Linked DNA regions of Macaca mulatta: region 2 is linked to region 1. Evidence: chromatin contacts called from public Hi-C data. All regions are on one chromosome and are shown on one strand. The core of a region is the stretch at or near the end of the contact, and the rest is flanking DNA. Distances in the headings are between cores, read along the strand shown.

The links. A called contact is a pair of places that touch in the nucleus more often than the background predicts.
Region 2: a Hi-C map of fetal cortex germinal zone shows a contact between it and region 1, with 1.9 times the contacts expected there. The contact joins the promoter of KRBA2 here to the promoter of SLC25A35 in region 1. A contact is called at or near these places in 3 of 14 Hi-C or Micro-C datasets (CD4 T cells, cortical neurons and fetal cortex germinal zone).

The regions. Positions count from the first base shown.
Region 1 is chr16:9,798,017-9,801,020 of T2T-MMU8v2.0, reverse strand. It overlaps SLC25A35 (solute carrier family 25 member 35), which reads left to right and starts at 1,420. Exons shown (of 7, transcript XR_003723612.2): 1 at 1,420-2,350.
Region 2 is chr16:9,871,256-9,874,685 of T2T-MMU8v2.0, reverse strand. It overlaps KRBA2 (KRAB-A domain containing 2), which reads left to right and starts at 1,607. Exons shown (of 5, transcript XR_013406078.1): 1 at 1,607-2,407. RPL26 (ribosomal protein L26) reads left to right here. Exons shown (of 4, transcript NM_001193566.1): 4 at 577-746. The coding sequence ends at 705. It overlaps LOC114673052 (a long non-coding RNA gene), which reads right to left and starts at 3,153. Exons shown (of 3, transcript XR_003723614.2): 1 at 1,192-3,153.

The sequences.
Region 1 (3,004 bases), core at 171-2,670:
CTTTGAGCAAAAACCAAGGAAATTTGAATAAAGCATCCACTGTATCTCTCTCTCTTTTTTTTTTTTTTTTTTTTTAGACAGAGTCTCGCTCTGTCACCAGGTTGGAGTGCAGTGGCACGATCTCGGCTCACTGCAACCTCTGCCTCCTGGGTTCAAGAGATTCTCCTGTCTCAGCCTCCTGAGTAGCTGGGAATACAGGCATGAGCCACCATGCCCAGCTAATTTTTGTATTTTTCGTAGAGATGGGGTTTCACCAGGTTGGCCAGGATAGTCTTGATCTCTTGACCTCATAATCCGCACGCCTCGGCCTACCAAAGTGCTGAGATTCAATGCGTGAGCCACCGCGCCCAGCTTGTATCTCTTTTTTTTATATCTTCTTTTTTAGAAACAGGATTTCACCATTTTGCCCAAGTGGGTCTCGAACTCCTGGGCTCAAGCAATCCTCCTGCCTCAGCCACTCAAAGTGCTGGAATTACAGGTGAACCACCGCACCCAACATGAACTCAAGATTTAAAACAATGACGAAATCTCGGATGGGCGCGGTGGCTCACGCCTGTAATCCCAACGCTTTGGGAGGCCGAGGCGGGCGGATCATGAGGTCAGAAGATCGAGACCATCCTGGTCTAACACGTGGTCTCTACTAAAAATACAAAAAAATTAGCCGGGCGTGGTGGCAGGCGCCTGTAGTCCCAGCTACTAGGGAGCCTGAGGCAGGAGAATGGCGTGAACCTGGGAGGCGGAGCTTGCAGCGAGCTGAGATCGCGCCACTGAACTCCAGCCTGGGCGACAGAGCGAGACTCCGTTTCAAAGAAAAAGAAAAGAAAAAGCCTAAGGATTTAACCAAGTTCCTTTCTCCATCCTTCAGGCCTCCCACCCTCTGCGCCCGCGGCCAGCCGCGGGCACATCCAGCCCCGCCCGGGAGCTAGAACCTGCTGCACCACCCGGTGCAGCCTCGGGAGACTGGCCCCGCAGCACAGGTGTGTCCCTCTTCCTTGCTCAGGCCGGTCCGCGGCTTCCGGGCTCTCCGGGCGCCGGCACCAAGCATGGCGTGAACCTGAACTTAGGTGACCCCACCCGGTCACAACCGGGGTAGGAAGCTAAAGAAGGGAGCCGTCAGCCCACCCAAGGGGCGGTCCCAGCACCCCAGTAGGGAACTGCTGTGCTCGGCCTCTGTGTTCGATCGGGAACCCAGGTCTCTTTCCTGCCAATGACAAAACCTCCACGTCCCAGGCCTCCCTTCCGGAGCCGGAGTCAGCGGCTAAGCGCTGGTGGCGCCGGGAGAGTTAATTCCAACTGCCTCAGGCTGATTCCGGGGACCGGAGCGCCGAGAGCTCCTCCCATTGGCCGCGGAGCGGGCTCGGCGCTGATTGGCTGAGGGCCTCGGCGGCTCTCGAAGGCTCCCCATTGGCCCAGCGCTCCAGTGACAGGAGTGTGGCGGCCCGGCCTCCGCAGGGTACCCGGGGTTGAAGCTGCTGCGAGCTCCGAAGGCTGCCTGGGTCCTGACTTCTTTCTCGGATCCAGATCTCGTTGCTGGCTCGAGGAAATCACCGGCTTTTCTCCCGGATCCTTTTCTTCTCTAACCTGCTGGCTTTCTTTTTCCTGCCTGCCTGGCTTCCATCTCCCAACTCCGCGGTTCCCTCCTCTACTCCCCTGCCCCCGTCGCCCGCCATCCTGAGCCATCCCACCTGTCACCTTCTGTCTTTTGCCCCTCCTTGACCTCAGAGGGTTCTGCCATAAGCTTCTCCTAGACTTCTGTCTCTTCCCTGCTTGCCAGCTCCTGACTCCCAAATTCCAGCTGACTACTTCCATTTGACCACTTGACATTTGACCCTGACACCCTTGACTGCAAACCTAAATTCTTACCTTCTGCAGCCTGTACTGCTGAAACAGGCCTTCCCCTGTCTTCCAACCCCGCTTTCTGACACCCATTTTTACTTTCTTACTCTTGGGCCAGTCCCTGCTACAGTTACCCACCATGGACTTCTTGATGAGTGGCCTGGCAGCCTGTGGAGCCTGTGTATTCACCAATCCCCTGGAGGTGGTGAAGACCAGGATGCAGTTGCAGGGAGAACTGCAGGCCCCTGGCACATACCAGCGGCACTACCGAAATGTCTTCCATGCATTCATCACCATCGGCAAGGTGGATGGCCTGGCTGCCCTGCAGAAAGGCCTGGCCCCCGCCCTCTTATACCAGTTCCTGATGAATGGCATCCGACTGGGCACCTATGGACTGGCTGAGGCTGGGGGCTACCTGCACACAGCCGAAGGCACCCACAGTCCTGCCCGCAGCGCAGCGGCTGGGGCCATGGCTGGGATCATGGGAGCCTACTTGGGGAGCCCCATCTACATGGTAAGAAGAGGATTCTTGCCTGGGACCTTCAGGGCAGATCCTTGTTGTAGAATAGGAGCCTGGTCTTTCCTAAGGGCATAGGTGGCAGGGTGCTACCCCACTGCAAGCAGGGAAAGGCATCGCGAAAGAGCTGGTAGGCTTTGGAGTCTTCTGACCTGCCCTATACACACCCATCTGATGGACACGATTGAATGTATTGATTAAGATTATCGACTTTGGAGCCGATCACCGTGGCTCACGCCTGTAATCCCAGCACTTTGGGAAGCCAAGGCGGGCAGATCACAAGGTCAGAAGATCCAGACCGTCCTGGCTAACACGGTGAAACCCCGTCTCTACTAAAAAATACAAAAAATTAGCCAGACGTGGTGGCAGGCCCCTGTAGTCCCAGCTACTCAGGAGGTTGAGGCAGGAGAATTGTGTGAACCCGGGAGGCAGAGCTTGCAGTGAGCCAAGATCACGCCACTACACTCTAGCCTGGATGACAGAGCAAGACTCTGTCTCAAAAAAAAAAAAAAAAAAAAATTATGGGCTTTGGAATCAGCCTTTCTGGAACTAAAGTCCTGGCTTTGAAAATTACTAGTTGGTGAGCTTCAGTTGCCACATCTGTAAAAAGGTAATAATTGTAGTGGCCTTTGTGGATTATTGGGAGGATGG
Region 2 (3,430 bases), core at 358-2,857, 73 kb before region 1:
TCTCAGCTCACTGCAGCCTCCGCCTCCCGGGTTCCGGAGATTCTCCTGCCTCCCAGGTAGCTGGGATTACAGGAATGTGCCACCATGCCCGGCTAATTTTTGTATTTTTAGTAGAGAAGGGAGTTCACCATGTTGGCCAGGCTGGTCTCGAACTCCTGACCTCAGGTGATCCACCCGCCTCTGCTTCCCAAAGTGCTGGGATTGGGGGCATGAGCCACCACACCCAGCCTGAAGTTACTTTAGAAACAAATATATATGCCAGCTTGTAAAACTGGAGTGAGAAGAGCAGAATCATATTTCTCAATGAAAAAGAAACACATTTTACAATGAAGCACAGAAGAGGCTATGATAAGAATTACTGATGCCATCTTGCCTTTTTCTCCTTTGTTGGTGGGAAATTAGTAAATAAGCCAGGTTTGATGGCTAAAGAGTAATTTCTGGAATTTTTAAAAAGTTAAATCTTATTTAGCCATCAACCTGCCCCAGGTGTGGGAAATGGTATTGAATGTTGGGCTTTCCCATGTGTTTTAGTGATTATTTAAAGCTTGGGAGTGTGTTTTTCTTATTTTTCTGCAGGTGGTTATCACTAGGCTAAAACTGGACAAAGACCGCAAAAAGATCCTTGAACGGAAAGCCAAATCTCGCCAAGTAGGAAAGGAAAAGGGCAAATACAAGGAAGAAACAATTGAGAAGATGCAGGAATAAAGTAATCTTATATAAAAGCTTTGATTAAAACTTGAAGCAAAGAGCCTGTGTTTTGTGTGTGGTGATTTATGACACTCCCTAGTTTTCAGTGGACTGGTCTCTTACCTCTGATTTGTCAGTCAAAATTTTTCTGAAATTAGGACTGATACATATATTTTTTTATAGTGGGCAGCAGCATTTGAGGATATATCAGTAGCTGGAGGGGTCTCATTGAGAAGAAGGCCTATAAGAAAAGCTAGTTGGAAATACTTCCTCTTGAACCTGTTTTTTAACTTTCTTATTATAGATAGGTTGCTATATGGACAGCCTGTATTTTTTAACTTACTGTATATAAAAGTTTGTATTGCCATTGGATAGGAAGTCTTGCTTTCAATAGGATAAGAAGCTTCTGTGACTTCCTATAGCATCTAGATCACTTCAAGCTGTTTGTCTAGATTGAGAGATCTCAGGTTCAGGTTCTCTGAGGGACCCATGGGCCCCGTTTACCTTATTTTCTGCCCAAGTGCTGGGTGAGTGCCATCAGACCAAAACCTCACACATCCGAACTGAACCGCAGCTTCGTCAGGATGAAGTGAAAAGGTGTGAGGTGGCAGCGCTGTGTGTGTTCCTGCCGTTCCTCATTTTAAGGATCTAAACAGGATACCTGAAGCCAGTTTATTTTCCAGGCTGGAGACTTGGCAACAAAGTGGGAACGGGTAACGGGCCCGAGTTAAGTCACCGGCTTGGACGAGGTCGCAGCTGTCATTTGGGTGGACAGCGCCGCAGGGGGTCCGCAGTGCTGTCCCGGCCGGGCAAAGCCTGGAGTGAAGAGCGGTGGCTCCTCCGATCCGCGGCGCTTCGAGGGGGCGGGGCTTCCGGCTGGCGCTGACCGGCTTCCGGCGGAGCCGGCGGGAGGTGGGGCGGCGATGCTGCTGCTCGCCGTGGGTGGAGGGGATTCAGACGCAGCGTCTAGTGTATCCCTTTCTCTTTCCCGACCTTCCTCAGTCTGCGGCTCTTTTCTCCACCGCGCACCCGCCTCAGCCGTTCAGCCCTGAGCTGGCTGGCGGACGGGCGTGGATCCAGGCTGTGGGATCATTCTGCGAAGTCAGGGTAGGAAGGCAACACAAAGGAGGCGACGCCCCAGCCCGGTCCTCAGGAATAAGCGGGCGTGCCCGGTGGCGTGGACGGTGCGGGGACACTGTACTAAGTGCCTTATCTGCATTGTCATTGAATCTTCATAGCAATCGATTGTGATGGGTACTGGTCCTCTCCCCGGGTTGTAGATGAGGAAACTGAGGCTCCAGTAACTTTGCTTTAGTCAGTAAATGGTAAGAGTCAGAAAATGAGTTCCCAAGCGTAGACTCGGCCATACCGCTGCTCTGCCTTGCTAATGACAATCTACCTGTAAGCGACATTTTTGACTAAATGTCCTTTGAACACCTTTTGTGCTCAGCTCTGTATTCGTGGGCCCTCCAAAGGGGGTACAGGCAGGCAGAGGGCTCCGTCCCTACTTTTTAGGTTGCATACATCTGAACTGGTCGACTGCAGATGCAAATCAAGAGTGCGCCAGTGAGTGTGGTACAGGTGTTGAGATGAAGTCCAGATGGCAATCAGCTGAAGTTACTGAATACGTCGGGAAGGAGGCTGATTTCAGCTGGCTGGGATTGGGAAGATCGATGCGAGGACATTCCAAGTCGGAAACCGCCGAGGCAAAGACTCACAGGTGGGTGAAGGGAGTAAACATGGCTTTGGAAATATTTCCAGTTTTCTCTGACCAACTCGTTTATCACTTAGCCGTTTATCCCTTAGCCGTCAGCACAGATCACACCAGGAAGCTGATTGATTTACGATCACATTTGTTTCATGTTGCTTTGGAAAAGATACTGAAGCCTCAGGCAACATAATGAGACCCCGTCTCTACAAAAAAAAAGAAAGAAAGAAAGAAAAAAATTAGCCGGGCCTGGTGACGCATGCCTGTAGTCCCAGGTACTCAGGAGGCTGAGGTGGGAGGATGCCTTGACCCTGGGAGCCGTGATCATGCCACTGCACTCCAGCCTGGGTGACGAAGTGAGACCCCTCTCAAAAAAAAAAAAAAAAGATACTGAAAGCTTAGAAATCTGCAGGAGTGGGCAAGATGACTAGGTTAGTAGGTCCCGACGTCCTGGGCTCCATGCGACCCACAGGCCACAGGTTGGACAAACTTGATCCAAAGGAAGATGCTGCCTATTACAGCCAGTTATTGCCAGGCAGCAATGCCGCCAGTGCAGCCAGAACATTGCCTTTTCAAGAAAGCCAAAAATCGAGGCTGGGCGCAGTGGCTCATGCCTGTAATCCCAGCACTTTAGGAGGCCGAGGCGGGTGGATCACGAGGTGAGGAGACCGAGACCATCCTGGCTAACACGGTGAAACCTCATCTCTACTAAAAATACAAAAAATTACACGGGCGTGGTGGCGGGCGTCTGTAGTCCCAGCTACTCTGGAGGCTGAGGCAGGAGAATGGCCTGAACCCAGGAGGCGGAGCTTGCAGTGAGCCGAGATCGAGCCACTGCCCTCTAGCCTGGGCGACAGAGCAAAACTCTGTCTCGAAAGAAAAAAAAAGGCAGAAATCGAGATTTTTATGTGAAATCTCCCAATCTGTAAATATAGGTGAAACATTCCTTTTTTTTTTTTTTTTTTTTTTTCTTTCTTTTTGAGATGGAGTCTGGCTCTGCCGCCCAGGCTGGAGTGCATTGGCACGATCTCGGCT